Regions from separate parts of the Mus musculus genome. Here region 2 is linked to region 1. The links are chromatin contacts, called in public HiChIP or PLAC-seq maps. All regions are on one chromosome and are shown on one strand. The core of a region is the stretch at or near the end of the contact, and the rest is flanking DNA. Distances in the headings are between cores, read along the strand shown. Region 1 overlaps Gm38528 (a long non-coding RNA gene). Region 2 has its middle 13 kb from the start of Gm39576.

Region 1 (5,199 bases), core at 126-2,625:
TGGTCATTTAACATTAGCGCCACTAGAAAGTCAATTATTTTCTCTAAAGCATCCTTACAAATCAGCCCATTTAATACTAAAGGTCAAGACCTTCTTTTAGAATTAAAAAGGAAAGAAACCCAACAAAATAAAATTACACTTTAACATAGCTCTTTCTCCTAAAAGACAAAACCCCACCAAAAAACAAAAACCATGTGCATTGCTGGAGGGAAGCAAAGATAAGTAAGGTAAACACGCTATTGATTAATGCACACATAAGATAATCCTGCCCATGCTTTTTAGATTCCGTAACTAATATGGCCACTCCTGGGGAACTCCGAATCTTGATGAATGTGTTCTGATAATGCTGAGGGGGCAGGGTCTCTTCAAAGAGGTTTCTTTTAGACTTGAAACTATGTTTCGGAGCTGAAACTGTGTCTGCTAGATAACCTATTCTTCTGAAAAAGCTTTACAAACTGAAGGAAAACCCATTCCTACTGGAGAGTTAAAATTGTCATGGGAAAAAAAATGTTAACAAGCCAGCCACCAGTGTTAGTGTCCACCGTGGCTGCAGATCCACAGAGCACAAAGTGGGGAGCAGCATTTACCTGGGAGACAGAATCCAACCTACCCAACTGTGCCCCACCCCCATGTGCTAAGGCAGTTGAGGGACTCTTGAGAGCCACAGGCAGGCCTCATACTGACTGTCATGCCCAGATATGGGTTCAAAAGCACATCAAAACCAGGGGCTGGCTGCTGCCCAGTCGTCCATCTCTTCTTAGGGCCGCCCAATGGCTGGCTGGGGGGGCCTGGAGGGGGGTGTCTCTAACCCTCACTCAGGTGTGGGTTCCTGTGCTAGGTTCCTGCTAGGCAGGGGCAGTTAGTAAAGTTTACAGATGTGGAAGCCTCCCATAGAAGTTAGTGACTATGCTCACACTAATAAACTAATATGGAAGACAAAGCCACAGCTGACTTCCAAGCCAGAGACGCCAGCCTCCTCCACCCCGTCCCCACATTATCCTTTTCCTGAATCTTTAAAAAGAACGTATGAATTTGGTCATTAGTAGACAAGATAATTAAAAAATTGAAACACCTAAAACCACAGCTAAACACCACATTCATTTTTCAGCAACTTTAGTGTCTAAGTTTGATGACTACCCTGTCTTACAGAAGACCTTGGTATCGCCTGCTAAGTGGATGAATTAACACATATACAGCAGGCAATTAACTCAGATGAGATGGTGGGGTCATGGTTTGGCCTAAGGCTTTCCCAACAGTCAAGGAGCCTTGAAGCTTACATGAAAATCTGAAATGGATTCTGTGTGGAAGGCAGGCTGTGCTGAGTGCTCCCATGGTGGCATGCGTGAGGGGGCGGGAAGTGTGCGTGAGGGGGCGGGAAGCACGCCTGAGGGGGCAGGGGTGCGCATGCTTTTCAGTCCTTAGACGTGGAGAGACGCACTGAAGCTTTTCCAAACTTCCAGAACTTTTTTTGAGTGAGCTACTGAGTCAGTTCCAAGGCTCTCCTTAGGAAGAGAACAGTGGGCAGGGAGAAGCCCAGAGCTACTTTCTGGCTCCTCCATGGGGAGGCATCAACACCCCGGAAGCCTCTCTGGGGAGGGCACACAGGTCCTACTGGTGGGTGGCCCGCCTGCAGAAGGCATGGGAACACAGCAAGGACAGCACTGGTTTGCACTCACCTTCATCTTACCTGAAATGAGCTTAGTCACAAGGGTGCGCTCCAGTGACTCAGCACCAACAGTGAGTGCTGACAGCGTTCCAACACTTTTCTTTAGGTTTGCTCTTTTATGATGATATAAAAAGTCACACTTGCTCTTTGATTTTTGTCACCACTGAAAAGTGACATTTCAGGCTTCCAAAGATAGATAGATAGATTGGTCTGTCTGTCTGTCTACCTTTTTATAGGCCCAGCCAGGCTATAATGCTCTCTCTCTCCTCCACACATCCCTGATTCCGAGGTTGCAGGTATGTGTTATGATGCCCAGCTCCTTCTCTCTCTCTCTCTCTCTCTCTCTCTCTCTCTCTCTCTCTCTCTCTCTCCCTCCCTCCCTCCCTCCCTCCCTCCCTCCCTCCCTCCCTCCCTCCCTCCCTCCCTCCCTCTCTCTCTCTCTCTCTCTCTCTCTCTCTCTCTCTCTCTCTCTCTCCTCTCTCTCTCTCTCTGTGTGTGTGTAGCCCTGGCTGTCCTGGAATTCATTTTGTAGACCAGGCTGGCCTTGAACTCAGAAATCTGCCTCCCGAGTGCTGGGATTAAAGGTGTGCGCCACCACCGCCTGGCCCGTCTCTCCTCTTCTGATGCATCAGTGAGCATGTGGCTGTTACGTCAGCTTCCTCTATTGAAGAGCAGTCCGTCCATCCACCCATCTTACTTCAAACGACTGAGACACAGAAAGATAACGGAAAAGCACAGCAGAGCTCTGCGCATAGCCATCACTGGCCACAGCAGGGTCCTTCTAGCCCAGCTCTGGGTATCCCCTCCAGAATCCTTTCCTAGGGACAGAGAACCTAGACAACAGCTGTTACCATCCTGCTTCCAAAACTGTGGTGAGGTTTCTGTGCCTGGAGGCGTGGGCCTGCGCAGGTGATTCACATCCAAGCTCAAGGCCCAAGAGGGCTCAGGCCAGGGCCACACACCCTGCTCGTCACTGGAGACTTTGGTTTTATAAAAATAAATCTTGAATTCGGTTTATACACTCAAATCTTACTTATTGAAAATTTTTTACAGGGTGTCTTAGTGTGGGAAAGCTCTAAATGAGTCTTCTGCGACCAGATTGCCTCTGGGCTGGGCACATATGTGCGACTCCGCTCCTAGGCAGAGGTTTTCTCTCTGGCCTTGTCTGGGGTATTCTAAGCCCCACACTTGCCTCTACCGAGGAATGTCATTTAGCCTTGGTTAGTTTGCAGGATCGATTTCCTTTCTCCTGATAAACCTAGTCATTCAACCTGCATCCAAGACTACCAAGAGGATTCCCCATGCTAATGAGGCATTCTAGGTCCCTTAAAGTCCTCAGCCAATAATGGCCTTTGCTCATCTTGGATGTCCCTACCCTCAGTCCCCCAAACTTTATAAACCTTCAGTCACTCTGAGTAAAGTTGGTCTGCCTACTGACAAGCAGTCCCTGTGGGCATGCACTGTACACACTCAGGGGGCTTCCGAACCCCAACCCCCTCGACAGCTCTGCTATCTTTGCTCTTGTGTTCTTAGGGTTATACTGCTGTGAAGAGAACCATGAACAAGGTGACTCATAAAGAAAAACATCTGGCTGAGGCTGGCTTACAGTTTCAGAAGGTTAGTCCGTTATCATGGCAGCATGCAGGTAGACATGGTACTGGAGAAACAGATGAGAGTGTTCCACATCTTGATCCGAAGGCACCCAAATGGAGACTGTTCCACACTGGGAGGAGATTAGGCATATATATGACCTCTAAGCCCACCTCCAGAGTGACACACTTCCTTCAACAAGGCCACATCTACTCTAACAAGGTCATACCTCTTAGTAGTGCCATTTCCTATGGGCCAACCACTTAAACACACTAATCTATGGGGACCAAACCTATTCAAACCACTACACTGAGTGAAGTAGCCCACACATAATTCCAGCATTCTGGAGGCTGAGGCAGGAGGATTGCTATCAACTTTGAGGCCAGCTTGGACTACATAACCAGACTCTAGATAAAGTAATTAATGGGGGTGGGGGGAGGAGGTAAGATAAGTGGAGATGCATTTTGGGTGGGAAAGCCAATTCAGATACAAATGGACAAGCTATACACACTCAAAAACCACTACAGAATGAGCCAAAATCCAAAAATTCAATTTAGAAACTAGCTGTCAAAGCAGTTTTGGAATTAGGCTAAATATTTTAAAACACTGAAATTCAGTGTATTCAGAAGAAAAATTATTTTAAAAACATGGAAATTTACAGTGATACTAGAAAAGGACCTGATGTGTTCACATTTAAACTCAAGTTCTTTTGTAGGAAAAGATGGTGGCCATCCGGAAAACCAACCACATCTCCCACCCTCAACGTGATGTCGTCCTGGCAGCCTCTGCTCCTTTCAACATCCATGTGTTTATTAAAGTGCACACACTTACTGTTTTTTGGTGGGCAGTATGCTGAGGACTTAGCCCATGAGCTAAGTTCAAAACTCTCCCAGTAAACTACTCCCAATAAACTCCAACCCAGGGATGAGAACTGTGCACTTTATCTGCAGTGATGACTCCAGAAGACAAGAAAACAGCTAGCACCTCAAGACAAATGGGTAGAAACTGCCAGAGTAACATGGACATTATTTAGCAGCTAGCACCAGTTCCTCACAAAGGTTATACTGGTTCACTGAGCCCAAGTATTAGTAGGCTATTTAAATCTACATTTGGAAAAACTTAGAAGACATGGGTACGTTATCTCCGATACTCTTATTAATATTTTTTCTAAACTTTGTTTTTAACTTTAACAACCTGAAACACTTCCTGCTTGTCCTGAGTATGCATAAGGAATTTACCTGCCTTTTAAGTAAAGCAGCTATGTTATTACCCTCAATCTTAAGGGTTCTTTGAGTGTAATTTTCACAGTCTTTACATTTTTACTGTCATTGTTTATTACTGTTTGGCTACATTCTCTATAATTCCAGCAGCATCTTAAACAGACAGTGTGTCTATGTACAATGAAAACAAACAAACGAAATGGCTTGCAACACCAGGTAAGAGCCACAGTGTAACTGTACATGTTAGGGGCGGCTGGCAGGGATAGCCTGTTGTCTGCACCATGGACAACTTACATGTAAGTCTCGGCATTATGAATTTGACAATAAAGAAAAAAAAATCCTTTCAAGAATGAAATACAGCATCCCCAAAAAAATATTGGTTTCTACCACACAAGGTAGTTAGAAAATGTTCACATTTTAACAAATCTGTACAAACCACGAGAAACATTCTATGGGACTATCATCCCACCTTGATGCTAAGAACTTTCTAGAAATGTAGAATAACCATGAACAATTTATAAATCTAGTTTCTATGTGTTCCACAGCTCCAGAACCTAAAAAACTGATTTGAAGAACTCAATATGCCCAGCATGGATCACTGCACATGCCTTGATTGTTAACGAGTGCCTGCTTTTAATATCTCTCTATGATGTACAGTCAACTTGTGCCTTCAAGGTCATTCAATTTTTTATAGCAAAAAAGCAATATCATTTAGCAGCAATT
Region 2 (4,931 bases), core at 403-2,902, 460 kb after region 1:
TATGACCAGAGGTGACCTGGCTGAGGGCTCCTGTGGTCCTTTGTCCATGGTTCATCTGACAGCTAAGGGTTTGAAACCTTTAATGTCTATTTAGAACTCAGGAGTTGCTGTCCACATCAAATCAGCCACAAAACTCTGCTCCCATCACTAGGGAAGTTTGATTCGGGCTTCTAATTCTTTCCACAAAGAAAACACGAAGCCCAGCTAGTGATTAATGCAAGCATCTGACAGATGTGTATGGTCAGCTCCCATATCTTTCAGATACTAAGCACAAGATTTGGCTTCATACCCCAGCCATGGCTCACGTCTGCTGCTGGTGCAATCTGGAGCTACCTCCAGATAAGATAGGATGGAGATGCTTCCAAGAAAATAGAATTGGTTTAAAAATCTTAAGCCAACATGGGGAGCTGAGGCAGGGGAACCTTTTGAACCCAGGAATTCAAGATGGAGTTTATAGAGAACCCCATTCTCTCTCCCTCCCCACCTGTATGTGTGTATCACAGTCTTAAATATTACCCACCCAGTAGTAATATATTACATGTATTGTATATAATATATTATATTAACTTATTAGATCATATGTTAATATATTATACAATATATAAAAGCTTACTTCATTAGAACCAAGCTAGGCTTGTTTCCACAATAAAGGTAGCCCAGGATGGGCATGATATGCATGCCTTTAATCCCAGCACGTAGGAGGCAGAAGCATGATGAGGTCTGTGAGTTTTAGGCTAGCCTGGTCTACATATCAAGACCCTGTCTAAAATAAAAATTAATTTGACATTACAAAGCCCATTTGGCATTCACCATTATTCAGTATATTACTGATGAAAACATTTTACTTCAACAGATTTTTAAAAAGCAACTAAGTTTAATAGTCTTTCGAATTCCCTTTTTAATAAGACAGTCTTTCAGTCTGTAGCCAAGGCTATCCTAGAACTTTCAGTAATACTCTGACCTCAGCTCCCAAGTGCTGGGATTATAGTCTTGAGCTATCAGTTCCAACCCAATAACTTTTTTTTTGTTTTGTTTTTTTTTTGTTTTGTTTTGTTTTTTGTTTTTTTAGGAGACAGAGTTTCTCTGTGTAGCCCTGGCTGTCCTGGAACTCACTCTGTAGACCAGGCTGGCCTCGAACTCAGAAAATCTGCCTGCCTCTGCCTCCCAAGTGCTGGGATTAAAGGCATGTGCCACCACTGCCCGGCTAATCTTTTTTTAATGTTAGAAATTCTTAGTAAATTGAGGCTAAAAGACCTGATAAAGAGAAGCCATAAAAATCTAGTGGCAAATGTTATAATCATGAAACCTTAAGATCTTTGTAAGGTTTTGTGAACTTTCTCACCGCTTCTATTTAGATGGCCCAGCCCCTAAGCCAGGAAAAATAATAAACGGCTGCAGGGAGGGTGCGGAGTTTAACCTTGGCCGTCAAGCTGGCATATGTAGGAAGAGGGAGGAAGAGGGAGTCTCTACTAGAGTTGCCTCCAGCAGATTGGCCTATGGGCAGGTCTGTAGGGTATTTTAAAATTGCTAATTGATGGGAAGAGACCCAGATGGCGCCACCCCTAGGCAGGTGGTCCTGAGATGTATAAGGTAGTGGAGCAAGCCAGAGCAAGCCAGGGAAAGACAGCTGATAAGTACTCTTTCATGGCCTCTGTGTTACTTCCTGCCTCCAGGTTCCCGCCCCAAGTTCCTGCCTTGGCTTCTTGTAATGGACTGGGATGAGCCGTAACAAAGAAACCAATCTAGGAAGAACAACAGAGTTCTATGTGTGGGTGGCTAGCTCGGAAATTCCAAAGAACCTTTTGAGGTCATTGGCTTCACCTGTGTTTGTCAGGTTACCTGTAAATAAGATCTCTGGGGCTGGTGAGATGGCTCAGTTGGTAAGAGTACCCTACTGCTCTTCCGAAGGTCCAGAGTTCAAATCCCAGCTACCACATGGTGGCTCACAACCATCCGTAACGAGATCTGACACCCTCTTCTGGAGTGTCAGAAGACAGCTACAGTGTACTTTACATATATTAAAAAAAAAAAAAGAATAGCAGCCATTATTAAAAAAATAATAATAATAAGGTCTCTGTGCAAAACCAGGGCCTGCAAGATAGCTTGGCAAGTGAAGGCACCTGCCACCTAAGTTCAAACTGACTCCCACAAGCTGTTAGCTGACCTTCACATGTGTGGATGTATATATGCCCCCCCCCCCCCGCCCCATGCCTGACAGGCAGACATAATAAATAAGTGTAAAATTATAAGAACTCCAAAGCTATATCTGAGTAATAAACATGTTAAAAACACTACTACAAGATACAACCAAACAACAATAAAACCAAACAAGCAAATTCCCTTTGTGTTTGGGGAAGAATTCTCCCAGAAATTCTTCTTTTTCCTCTCTAATTCAAATCATCACGAATTCATGCTTCTTGCCAATCTCAACAAACAAGAAATAAACCCAAGTAATATAGAACTATCATTAATAAGCACATTTTTTCTCATAATGAATTCATTGTTATCCATAGGATTCCAGCCTCCCCTCCCCCGCCACACATACACATACACACACACACACACACACACACACACACACACACAGAGACACAAGGATCCGAAGATGCTCCAGTCCCTTGTAAATGATGTACACATCCTCCTGTATCTTTTAAGGCATCTCTTGATTACTTATGATACCCAATAAAACATGCATGGCACCTTCGTAGTTATATGGTATTGTTTAGAGAATTATACATGAAAAAAAGTCTACACACTTAGTACAGACGAGTTCTTAAAAAAAAAAAAACATTTTCAGCCTATGATTGATTGATTCGTGGATGTGGAACCTTCAGACAGTGAGAGCTGACTAGTCTTCAACAATCCCAGACCTTGGCTTTAGGCCAACTGGTTTCTTGCTTTTGTTATTTGCAACAGAATCCAGGATTCAGAGGGAATAAAAGAGCTGAGCAGAAATATAATTCTCGATAATATTGTCTCTGTGCCTTATGCACTTATCCTTTTTGTCTCTCCCCAGGGAAAAGGCAGCTATTCTTCTTTATGCTAAATCCAGCTGTCCTCCCCACGGTGGTCATGTAAATCCTGGCACTGAACGTGGGGCGGAATAAAGCCACGGCTGTGGGAAGCTTTCACTGAAGAGCAACAGGCGGCCCCGAGCCCCAGACTGCTCCAGCCGTTTTCTCCTAAAAATGTAAGGTTCTATTCATCAAAAACTTTTATATATTCTTGTGATTTTTCTTTTTAAAAAAAAAAAGAAAGAAAGAAAAGGAAGAGGAAGAAAGATCAACATGATATGCAGGCAAAGAATAAGGCCCCGTGGTTCACAGAGAGAACATGGCGTTTTTTCACTCTCAGGAGTAAGTAAATAATCTCGGAGAGGCTTGGCGTTGACTGTGTTCAGCACACAAAAATGGCCAAAGAGGGATCTGCCCTCCAATTAGACATCTAAGTGATTCGGTTTGAAGGAAACCGGCTCCTCCACAGACCCACTTAACAAAATGAATTACCCAAGGGCCGAGCGTAAGGCCCTGAAACTTGGTTTTAATGTGATTTCAAAATATCAGCCTTCTTGTCATCTCTTCTCAAGCAAAAGAGACTCATCACTTAGACATGGTGTCAAGTTCAAGACATTCAAGCCCGCTGGTTTTATTTTTCCCTCGTGTTTCTTCAGACTTTGAAAAACAAGTACAGGCCACACACCTCTAATCCCAGCACTGGAGAGACAGAGGCAGGGGAATCAGAAGTTTAAGGTCAGCGACATGCATAATGAGCTGGGTCTCAAAGCAATAAGTAAATAAAATAAATGACTAAAATAAAAATTGTCATTCAAAGCCCAAATTATCGTGTGCTTTGTTTGAGCTGAGGCCTCGGGTATCCAAGCTCAAACTCAAAATGTAGCCTAGAATGACTTTGCACTCAATAACCCCCGTCTCTATCTTCCAAATGCTAGCCTCTCAGGCTTGCAACGCCGTGTCTCATCTCCACCTTCCAAATGCTAGGTTCACAGGCTTGCAACACCACGTCTCGCTTATTGTAAAGTTCACAGTTGTTCTACACTTTCTTCTTCTTCTCCTCTTCCTCCTCCTCCTTGTTCTTTTTTCCCAATGATGCTGGGGAGTGAACCCAAGGCCTCCTGCATGCTGGGTAAACACTCTACTGTCATTCTCCATCACCAGCCCCTTTTTAACCTACTAACATAATTAAAAATTAAGAGTTTAAAAAAATCATTATATTAGAAATTAAAATTAACTGGGCTCTATTTACCAGACTCTTTGTCCCTTGCGTTCATCTTTCATAATTTTAATACTGCCATATATTAGCGGAACAAAGTGGTGTGCGCAGCAGAGAGAAGCAGGCAATTGGTATGGGAGTCAAGTCTCAGTGGACAAAGGAGTATGTGGAGGCTTGGTTGGGCCACCACCAGCCAGCTTGCCTTGCCTCATTGCCGCCTGCTAGGATGGTGCTGCTGCTTGGCCCACAGGCCTGGCCCACTGCGTGGAGCTGCTGCTGCTCCAGCTTGCTCTACCTGCCCTGCTGGAGGGAGGGAGGCCCAAGACCGAGGCACTGCCCTCGGGATGTAAACACATAGATCCTACCTAGGGTACTGGCAGGGCAGTCAGCGCCCAGGACAAGATGATGGAGTTCTCACAGGTCCTGCGCTCCGCCCCCGCCCCCCCCCCGCCCCCCGCCCCGGGAGGAATTGACCTGTTCCACATCACCCTGACTTTGAGCAACAACAAGATACCCAAGATGAAGAACGGTTCATTTTCTGAGTTTAGTCTCCTCCAAAGACTTCTCTGATTCGTGCTGCAGCCTGGAAACAATGTTGATGTCTGTGATCTGTGCCGCCACCATGGGCGGGGAAAGTTTCTTTTTTTTTTTTTTTCCATTTTTTATTAGGTATTTAGCTCATTTACATTTCCAATGCTATA

The links. HiChIP or PLAC-seq counts read pairs in DNA pulled down with a chosen protein or histone mark.
Region 2: an H3K4me3 HiChIP or PLAC-seq map of embryonic stem cells shows a contact between it and region 1, with 16 read pairs. The contact joins two enhancer-like sites. A contact is called at or near these places in 3 of 15 datasets of contacts at CTCF or cohesin (embryonic stem cells, large pre-B cells and pro-B cells), 10 of 484 Hi-C or Micro-C datasets (the C10 cell line, the G1E-ER4 cell line, the HL-1 cell line and 5 more), 5 of 115 datasets of contacts at active chromatin or transcription factors (bone marrow-derived macrophages, embryonic stem cells and memory CD8 T cells) and 1 of 9 other capture datasets (embryonic stem cells).

What each region holds. Positions count from the first base shown.
Region 1 is chr2:70,707,841-70,713,039 of GRCm38.p6, forward strand. Gm38528 (a long non-coding RNA gene) reads left to right here. Exons shown (of 4, transcript XR_866403.3): 2 at 1,903-1,962; 3 at 3,200-3,283; 4 at 3,972-4,800. Tlk1 (tousled-like kinase 1) reads right to left here. Exons shown (of 20, transcript NM_172664.3): 20 at 4,567-5,199. Among named protein-coding and RNA genes, the nearest start is that of Gm38528, 6.1 kb to the left of the region's middle. Within about 2 kb of position 1,376, at least 19 of the 459 cell types and tissues checked have an H3K27ac peak or open chromatin away from gene starts, as enhancers often do. A contact at or near this core is called in embryonic stem cells, where this site is marked.
Region 2 is chr2:71,165,734-71,170,664 of GRCm38.p6, forward strand. No RefSeq gene overlaps it. Among named protein-coding and RNA genes, the nearest start is that of Gm39576, 13 kb to the left of the region's middle. Within about 2 kb of position 1,653, at least 14 of the 459 cell types and tissues checked have an H3K27ac peak or open chromatin away from gene starts, as enhancers often do. A contact at or near this core is called in embryonic stem cells, where this site is marked.